Regions from separate parts of the Muntiacus reevesi genome. Here region 2 is linked to region 1. The links are chromatin contacts, called in public Hi-C maps. All regions are on one chromosome and are shown on one strand. Each heading gives the region's core, a stretch centred on a gene start, on an enhancer-like site or on the middle of the called end of the contact. The rest is flanking DNA. Distances are from core to core; before and after follow the strand shown.

The links. Hi-C and Micro-C count contacts between places; a contact is called where the count stands out from the background.
Region 2: a Hi-C map of muscle shows a contact between it and region 1, with 4 times the contacts expected there. The contact joins the promoter of NAP1L4 here to the promoter of NADSYN1 in region 1. A contact is called at or near these places in 2 of 3 Hi-C or Micro-C datasets (blood and muscle).

The regions. Positions count from the first base shown.
Region 1 is chr5:45,917,666-45,922,166 of mMunRee1.1, forward strand. NADSYN1 (NAD synthetase 1) reads left to right here and starts at 2,605. Exons shown (of 21, transcript XM_065937988.1): 1 at 2,605-2,782; 2 at 3,849-3,909. The coding sequence starts at 2,698.
Region 2 is chr5:46,231,831-46,236,995 of mMunRee1.1, forward strand. NAP1L4 (nucleosome assembly protein 1 like 4) reads left to right here and starts at 3,367. Exons shown (of 16, transcript XM_065938004.1): 1 at 3,367-3,459.

The DNA.
Region 1 (4,501 bases), core at 1,355-3,854:
TTTTTTCCCAGCCACGTTGAGTAGCATGTGGGATCTTAGTTCCCCAACTAGGAATGGAACCTGTGCCCCCTGCAGTGGAAACCAGAGTCTGAACTACTGGACCACCAGGGAAGTCTCTGTCCTTGCATTTAGGTGATGCATTGTGGGGCAGGATAATATACTACATAGATGTCATACAGCACAGCAGGGAGCAACATGATGTCCCTCTGTCCCTTTGTCGTTGGTGAGTTTGATCCTGTGGTGCAGGTGGTTTCTGGCAAAAGTCTCCACTTTCCTTTCATGATTAATGAATAAGCTGTGGAGTGATACTTTGAGACTGTGTAAATACACTGCTCCCAAATAACTTTCGGTCCAATTATCTAGCATTTAATGATGACTCTTGCCGGAATCAAACTTCTTGATGCAAAAGGGTGATCTAACTTCATCATCCTTTCAGGATTGATTAGTTGGCATTTTTTTCTATAAAGAATTTCCCTTTCTTATTTAATTCTGTGTCAGTATGGGCTAGTAAATTTTTTGCTCATTGAGGAACTGTCATTTACCTTTTTTAAAAAAAGTCATTACCTTTGGATATTCAAATTGTCCCATAATTGGCCAGCAGGAACCCCTCCAAACCGACTCTGTTTATCAAACAACATGCTCACATCGTTATGAAAGAGTGTGCTTGGTTTCCACTCCAACCAGACTTTGTAGGATTTGCTCCATTCCTGGCTAAGGCCTAGAAGCTGCCATGGTTCAGTTCAGTCGCTCAGTCGTGTCCGACTCCTTGCGACCCCATGGACTCTAGCACGTCAGGCTTCCCTGTCCATCACCAACTCGTGGAGCTTGCTCAAACTCATGTCCATTCAACATGGTGATGCCATCCAACTATCTCATCCTCTGTCATCCTCTTTCTCCTCCTGCCTTCAATCTTTCCCAGCATCAGGGTCTTTTCAAATGAGTCAGTTCTTCGCATCAGGTGGCCAAAGTATTAGAGTTTCAATTTCGGCATCAGTCTTTCCAATGAATATTCAGGACTGATCTCCTTTAGGATGGACTGGTTGGATCTCCTTGCAGTCTAAGGGACTCTCAAGAGTCTTCTCCAACACCACAGTTCAAAAACATCAGTTCTTTAGCCCTCAGTTTTCTTTATACTCCAACTCTCACATCCATACATGACTACTGGAAAAAACATAGATTTGACTAGATGGAACTTTGTTGGTAAAGTAATGCTTCTGGTTTTTAATATGCTGTCTAGTTTGGGCATAGCTTTTCTTCCAAGGAGCAAGCGTCTTTTAACTTCATGGTTGCAGTCACCATCTGCAGCCATGGTTGGCAGGAGAGATTTGAGGTAACTGAAAAGGATTGAGGTGTTTCTGGCAAAGAAAACTATCCCCCAAAGGGTCAAAGTTAGAATTAAATGAATGAACATATAAACATTTTCATTCTTTTCTGAGATTTCCAAATTGTCTATCATGAACAAGTCTAACTTTATAAATAGGAAACAAGTTTGTTTCAAATGTAAAAATGTATATGTATAAAAACCGGGAGAAAAGAGTGCCTATTCTATCAAAGATAGCCAGTCAGCTGCTTATTCATTTGGAGGGAAAAAAATGAATTCGTCCCCTAAGGGGACTAAAGGGTGAAATGTGAAAACAAAAGCTGAAAAACTACCGGTAGTGAACAGGTTCAAACGCTACAGAGGAAATTGAGCAACATTTAGTAAAGTTGCACATATGCATAACCCAGGTCAGGCGTCTGGGGAGGCGCAGATAGCTGCAGCCCCAGGGGAAACTGGCAACCGTAGATGCAAAGAAACTACAGGTGCCCTCCAAGGAGATGAACATAGGAACGGAAGTAGCCGTGCGTGTGTGTTCAAGCGCGTGTGCGCTGGCACGGGGCTGCTCACTTAAATGCCCGCCGGGGATGAACCGATAAAGTGTGCTTTAGTCCTACCGAGCAGTGCCGAAGCGCAGCAATAACGAAAAGGAACGTAACTGACGCTGGGCGGGGTACCCCTACAGGACTGTTAAGACGCAGTTTGCGGGGAGGTGTGGAATGAGATAGAGGGATGGAGGCACGCGGCCCGGCCGGCCCCTCCACCTGCGATCCAGAACCCGGAGATGGTCCCACCTGCCTGGGTCTGCGTCAGGCGGGCGCCGGCAGAGATACCGGGGGCGGATTCCCGCCGGCCCCAGGCCGCTCGGCGGGCCTCCCCCCGCGCAGGCGCGGCGCGGAGCTCCACCGGCGGGGCGGAGCGGGGACTGGACGGCCGGGGGCGGGGCCTGTCGTCGCTAGCTCGGAGGTCCAGTCCCGGCCTCCCTCCGCCAGCGGGGCGGGGCGACGCAGGACGGGGCGGGGCGATCCGGGGGCGGGGCCTGTCGTCGCTGGCTCGGAGGTCCAGTCCCGGCCTCGCTTCGCCTGCGGGGCGGGGCGACCCAGGACGGGGCGGGGCGATCCGGGGGCGGGGCCTGTCGCCAGGGCCTCTGAAGTCCAGTCCCGAGGGGCGGGGCGGTCCGGGGGCGGGGCCTGTCGCCATGGCCTCTGACGTCCAGTCCCGAGGGGCGGGGCCATCAGGGGCGGGGCGAGACGCTGCGGCATTGTGGGCCTGTCCCTGCAGGGACAACCCGGAAGGACCCGAGCCGCGGCCGCCTCTCTCCCCAGGACACAAAGTCCCACTATCCGGCCGGCCTTTTTGCCCAGGCGTCTGCAGCCAGGATGGGGCGGAAGGTGACTGTGGCTACCTGTGCGCTCAACCAGTGGGCCCTAGACTTTGAGGGCAATTTGCAAAGGATTTTAAAAAGTGAGTCTAGGGCCGGCGTGGGGTGGACAGGCGAAGGTCAGCTCTGGTCACCCAGGTTTGCTGTGACGCATACGCAGCCTTGCTCCGGAGAAACTCGCGGCCATGGGTATGGGGACAGATAAGATAACCTATCTCATGACCACGCCTGTGTCCTGAGTGAGGTGGGGGGTGGGGTGGGTTACAGTGTCTGGGGCATGTGGTATGTACACTTGGTAAGAAAAGTCTGGCCCTGGAGGTGGAGATGAGCAGGCTGGAGTGAGCCTGTCCTCGGGTACCTCTGGGGTCCCACGTGGCATTTATAGAGCAGAATCCAGTCCAGAGAGGGAAGTGGAACAGGGGTGAGGCCACCAGCTTAGAGACCAGGTGTGGTCGTTGTGTGTGTGTGACGGGGTCCGTGTACAGTTATCACCTGTACCAGCTCACCTTTGGGAGTGGAAGTTTGCACCGTTGACCTCTACACCTGAAGTGGGGCTGCTCTGGGCGGTCGGCAGGCTAGCCAAGCTCAGTTGCCTCCTGCAGCAGGGCCACTAACCACAGTAAAAACAGGGTGATTCAGGTGAGGGTGCCTTATATCAGCCATGTGCCTTGGGCCTTCTTTCTCTTATTTTTTTCAATCTCAACCTGCTTTCCCTTCGTCAGAGCTCAGAGCAAATCTAGTTGATGAGAGGTCATCTCGGGTGGCCAGAATTGTGCGTCCACTCAGCCGGCCTCTCCTCCCCAGACTGCATCTGGAAGCTGCTGCTCAAACCCAGAGGCAGATGGTACCTGTCACTGGTGCCTTCAGGTCCTGCCTTCTCCCTGCACAGGGTCCTCTCTGTCTGATTGTTAATGAGCTACCAGTGTGTGACTCCCCCAGCCCCACCCCTGCCCTCCTCCTTGGTGCTCAGGCTCAGCCCTGCAGGCCCCGCCTCTGTCTCACTTCCTGCGTGTGTCAGCAGGGGCTGGGAGATGCCCTTTGGTTTTTTTGTGACACCAGCAGCAGCAGAAGGTTGAATCTACCTCCTTTGGATCAGTTGTAGGTGCTGAAATTGCCTTTCTTTCTCTCTCTCTCTCTTTGTGCATGTAGGTATTGAAATTGCCAAACACAGAGGAGCAAGATACAGGCTTGGACCAGAACTGGAAATCTGGTGAGAGCAGAGTGCATAGACACCCTAGGGTGGGCAGGTAGAAGCCTCTGTATCGCTCCCCCCAGCTGAAAGGGCAAGGAAGGAGAGGCTGGGATTGAGAACCAAACACGCAGGCCCACCTAGCAGACAGTCAGAAGCCCCGTGAGTGGGCCTGCTTGATGCCCTTGGACAAGAGCAGGCCAGCCTGCCTGGGTGATCCTGGATTCCTACGTTGAGTAACACAGGAGATCATAGAGAGGCTGACTTTTCCCAGTCCAGGGCCGATGTCAAAGCTGGCTGGACGTCTGGCCTTGCATTGGTGTTTGGTCTCACACGTGGCCTAGGAGCTGAGGTAGTGACAAGCTCTGAGCAGGAGTCTATCCTTGGAGAGGAAAGGGCATCCCAGGTCTGGATCCCACACAGGGCATCTCACTGACCTCATTTTCATCTAAGAACCAGGCTCTCCTCCTCATCAGAACCAGAGGCCCAGAGGAATGCTCCTCCAGGCATTAAGAATGACAAAGGCCACTTTGGAGGTTAGTGCTCATGTCAGCAAAGTTTGCTTGGCATTTTAACATCACTTTTGCTATGTAGTGAGTGTGAAGGACTTTTT
Region 2 (5,165 bases), core at 2,117-4,616, 310 kb after region 1:
GCTGATCATGTTATCATTAAGTCAACCTTAACTAAAAACAGCCACAGCAAAACCAGGATCAACAGAAACGCCACACCCTAGGCTGTATGTCTCGGGACTGTGCAAGAGTAATCTCAAAGAAGGAGCTACTAATCAGACCTAAAATTTGGATAGCCGTTTACACTTAACTGTATTCAGAGAGTATTGTATTTGTTCCAAGGTAGCTCAAAAAGCTTCAAAAGTGCCCTTGAGGAAGTGGGCAAAACAATCTCATTGTAACAAGAATATACACAGGGACTTCTCTGGTGGTGCAGGATGAGTCCGCCGGCCAAGGCGGGGGACACGGTCCCAACTACTGAGGGAGTGTGCCCCAACGACTGAGCCCGAGCTCTAGGACCCACGAGCTGCAGCCGCTGAGCCTGCCCTAGAGCCTGTGCTCCATGGGAGGAGCCACCGCAGTGAGAATCCTTCACCTGCAATGAAGAGTAGCCGCTGCTCACTGCAGCTACAGCAAGCCCGCACACGGCAACAAAGACCCAGCACTACCACAAATAAATAGCATTTTACAAATTATATTAAAACAGGAATACATATACAGATGTGAAACAGGGAGGTAGGGGGTCTGGAGAACTGTGATGGTCCTTGCCGCTGGTAGTTGAAAATACAGAACTATCTGCAAGAATAAGGGCAAGAAAAGTCAGCACAGAGAACCCTTTAAATTCAGAGTCATGATTTACTTTCCAAATGGAATAGACTCAACTCCTAGCAGTTTTGCTTCTTAACTGACATGGCCTTGAGAAAGCCACTTCACCTCCTTCTATGGGTTTGTCCGTTAACTCCTACAGACGCTGCGCCATGTTAATACATCTCTTTGCTTCAGTGGTGATGACAGCCAGTCAGGTGTCCATCCTAGCACCTAAAACTCTTTGGACTAAAGAGTCTCATTAAAAAAGAAGTTTCATGTAAAATTATCCAGGGGCCCTAATGCAGAAGTAGTATTTGACTTCTTTAGACACAAATGCAGCAAAATTTGTAATTAAGTTGCATCCTTTGTAATTCTTTTAATTTTTTGTTTTTCAATTTCAAAATAAAGTCCTTTGCTTAGCTTGTGAGCATAGTAATTAGATAATGTTTCAGATATCATTTTTGGAGCACAGGGCTAAAAACTAACTGTATTAATAAAGGACTAATACGAGGGCCATGTTTTCCTGATACATTTGCTTCCCAGGTGGCTCTGGTAAAGAATCCACCCGTCAGTGTGGGAGACGTGGAGACCGGGGTTCCATCGCTGGGTTGAGAAGATCCCCTGGAGGAGGAAATGGCAACCCAGTCCAGTACTCCTGCCTGAGAAATTTCATGGACAGAGGAGCCTGGTGGGCTTACAGTCCGTGGGGTCACAAAGAGTCAGAGGCGACTGAGCACACACGCACGAACTGTGTTTCTGAACTTGAGTAGGGATATTTTGAACTGTTTGCTCATATGTTAAATAAAACTTTTTGTGCTTTTAAAAAGATTCCTGATAATACTCTAATTCTTTCTCGTGAGCCCTACATATAATTCTGACTTTCTCAAAACGATCTTCATCTTCTTTTACTGGAAAATGTCACTTCATCAATCCATTAGGAATTAAACCCCTGCTTTGGGTTGATTTTATTTTTTAAAGAAGATCTATGGAGACAGAGAAGGCCATCAGATGCAGCCACAGCCCGGAGCCTCCAGAAGCTGAAAGAGGCAGGAAGGATCCTCCCCGGGAGTCCCCTGGAGGGAACTGAGCCCTGTGACACCTTGATCCTGCCTTCCTGCCTCCAGAACAAGGTGGTTGTGTTTTGTAAGCCCCACCGTTTGTGTTCCTCTGTTGTGGCAGCCACAGGAAGTTGGGACAGCATTCTCAGTCCTGCTACCAACAGAAAGGCTTTGGACAAGGTCGTCCACCTTCCCACCAATTCACTAAAGTGACCTGGGGAAGGACAGGCTGCCTCACTGCAGTCAGTGGAGCAAGGACCAGGTCCAGCGGTCAGCCCACAGCCTGCTCAACCAACTAGTGCTGATGTGGTGGTGGGGGGAGGGCACTCCATCAGCTCCCTGCCACCTGCACCAACCCCCAACATCTGGGCAGGGCCAGACTCAGTGGCCTCGTGAATATGAGTCTTTATTAAACAGGAGGAGGAAGACCCCTAAACCTGAAAATTCTGGGGTTCTTTTCTGTTGCAGTTTATGCCTCCTCCCCCAGCTCTGCCCCATCCTTACCAAAAGCAAAGCAAGGTCACTGCAGAAAAGTCAGAAAAGCCAAGTAAGGCTTGGGATCCCATACCTGCTCCCAATACAGATGCAGGTCCCCGCGTTGGGGGTCACACCTGGGCACCCGCTAGCCACCCTGTGGTTACTGACTGTATGTCCTTAATAGTCCCTCCAACAGGAGCCTCTAGATGGTTTCCAACATTCCCCTCATAAAACTTGCTCAAAGTTAGAACCGTTTCAGGAGGAGCCTCATTCAAAAAAAGTAAAGTTTCAGAAGAAAGGGACAAAAACGATCCCTCAACTGAAGAGAGCGCCCAGAAACACACTCAGAAGCCGGGGCCTGTGGGATGTCGGTTTCCACCTAACTGTCATCTCATCTCACTCCAGCGCTTAAGTTCTCCTGAAGTGTGTGGTGGGGAGGCCGGGGTCGGTACCAGCCCCAGCGGCCCAGCCCTTCCTCAGGTCGGGGGCGGGGCGGGGGGCGGTCAGCCAGGCCAGAACCAGCCTGAGACGCTGGGCACGCGGGCCTGGGCGCTGTCCTGGGAGAGCCCATGAGTGTGCGGCGTAGGGTGGGGAAGGAAGAGGGGACTCCACGCTCCAAGCCCTGCAGGCAGGACGAGCCTGGGGGCCTGAGGGGGTAGGCCTGGGCTAGGGGATCGCGGAGGTCGGCGGGGTCAGCGCGCGTTCCTGCGAGTTGAGCTCAACCCGGGGTACCATGGGGCGAGGGAGGAATCCTATCCACTGCCCAGGCCCCCGGGGTGCTGGGGAGGGGAGAGGGGTGCGCCCGAGTCGGGGGTGGGGGGCTGCACAGGTCAGGGATTGGGCGATTGGGGTGGAGAGTGCACTGCGCAGGTGGGGGGGCGGGGGCAAAAGGGAAGGCGCCGGGTTGCAAAGACGAATGCGCAGCAGTGAGCGTTCTCCACGTGGGCCTCTCGCGCCCCTGCCCCTTAAAGAGGCGGAAGGACGCGGGCGCGCGCCCCGGTGACGTCACACGCCCTTATTTGCATGAGCGCGTGGGTCTAGGCGCCGCGTCTCCGGGACGGCCTCCGATTGGCCATCGCTGGCGGTGCCGAATCCTAGCGGATTTGCGCCGCTCTGGTCCAATAGCAGCCCGCTTTGCTCGAGGAGGGCGGTGACAGCGAACTCGGCCAATGGGCGGCGGCGTTGTTAGCGGACACGGCGGCGCAGTCCCGGAGCGAGTGAAGCCCAGACGGCTGCCGCTTCTGCCGCAGGAGGCGTGAGGTGCGGCGGCGAGGGCTCGGCCGGGTAACGCGTCTGTGGGGGCCGGCGGGGCCGGGGCCGGGGCCGGGGCCGGGCTCGGGCTGGCGGGGGCCGCGCAGGGGGCCGTGTCGGGGAGCCGCGGCGCCAGGGGCGGGGCCGGGCCCAGAGCGTCCGGAGCGGGGAGCGTGCGGGCCGGAGCGGAGCCCGTGGGGAAGCGGGCGGGGCCCGGGAGGCGGCGGCAGGTGTCCGCGCGGCCCGAGTCAGGAGCGCTTTGTTCCCGCGCGGCCCCCGCCAGCCCGCCCGCCCGCTGGCCCTGCCACGTCCCGGGGGAGGTTGAGGCCGCGGGCCGGGCCGCGAGTGCCCGGGGGGACGCGGAGCCGCCCGGGGCCTTTGTTTTCGGCCCCAGAGCCCTTCCCCGGGGCGGAGCGACCGCGATTCGCGGCCGCCGCGGACTCCGGGCCCGGGTTTGCTGGCGCGGCAGCACTTTGAGTGACCCTGGCGGTCGTCGGGGCCGGGCGGCGCCGCGAACCGGACGGGCCGGCGCGGCCGCGTCATCCTGCAGGCGGCGAAGCGCGGCCGGCCGACGAGCCCGGCGCGTCCGGAGATGGTGAAGGCAGTCACAGCGGGCTGCCTGTTGGAACCTGACTGCCTGGCCCCGTTTCCCTCCCTCCCCAGTCCTGTTTCCCGAATGCTTTCTGTGCGTCCCAGCAGAGGGCTGTCCAGTCGCGATCAGACTTCCCACCGTCCGCAGTGACTCCGAGTTTGGGTTCAGCATGAAGCCTTTTGGGCCCCGAAGAAGGCGGGGGTCGTGTTCCTGGCCGGTCGTACCCTCCCTTGTCTGCGGTCCGATGGTTCATGTGGACCCCCCCCCGCCCCGTTACCTGTCCCTGTGGTTCAGTGATGAAGAACCCACCTGTCCGTGCAGCAGGCCCCGGCTCGATCCCCGGTCCGGAAGATCCCCTGGAGAAGGAAACGGGAACCTCCCTCCAGTATTCTCATCTGGGAAATCCCACGGTCAGGGGATCCTGGTGGGCCACATTCCACGGGGTCGCAAAAAGTTGAGCACAACCAAGGCCCTGAACAACGACAGCAACGCTGCGAAGTATTAGAATAGGCACTTGAAAGTTCTCAGAATGAGTCGTTGAACGTAAAAGTTGTCTTTAAAATTGCTGTCTTGTTTTTAAAATAACTGTTCCTCTTAAGTGATTAATAGTTGTCCTACACACTAGGTCTCTTGGCCTATGTTGACTCATTTCAGAAGTCTAGTGACTTTTGAGATAAGCACTGTTCTTTTCCCCTGTAACCACTCAGGAAGCTTGAGGCCCTGAGAGGGTTAAGTAAAGTGGTGTGTGCAGGGTGACAGAACTTGGGTTAAAATGCAAGCAGTTTTGTTTTGTTTAAAAAAAAATTTTTTTTTTTTTTTTTAAATTTGTTTAGGCCTACCATGCCTTCATTGCTGCACAAGGCTTTCTCTAGTGAGGGGCGTGGGCGGGCTTCTCACTGCACTGACTTCTCTTGCTGTGGAGCTGGGGCTCTGGGCACGCGCTTCGTTGTTGTGCTTCCTGGGCTCCAGAGCACAGGCTCAGTAGTTGGGGCGCGCTGGCTTAGTTGCTTCACGACATGTGGGATCTCCCCAGACCAGGGATTGAACCCGCGTCTCCTGCATTGGCAGGTGAATTCTTTACCAGTGAGCCACCTGGGAACTTTGCCTAACATTACAGCTTCTC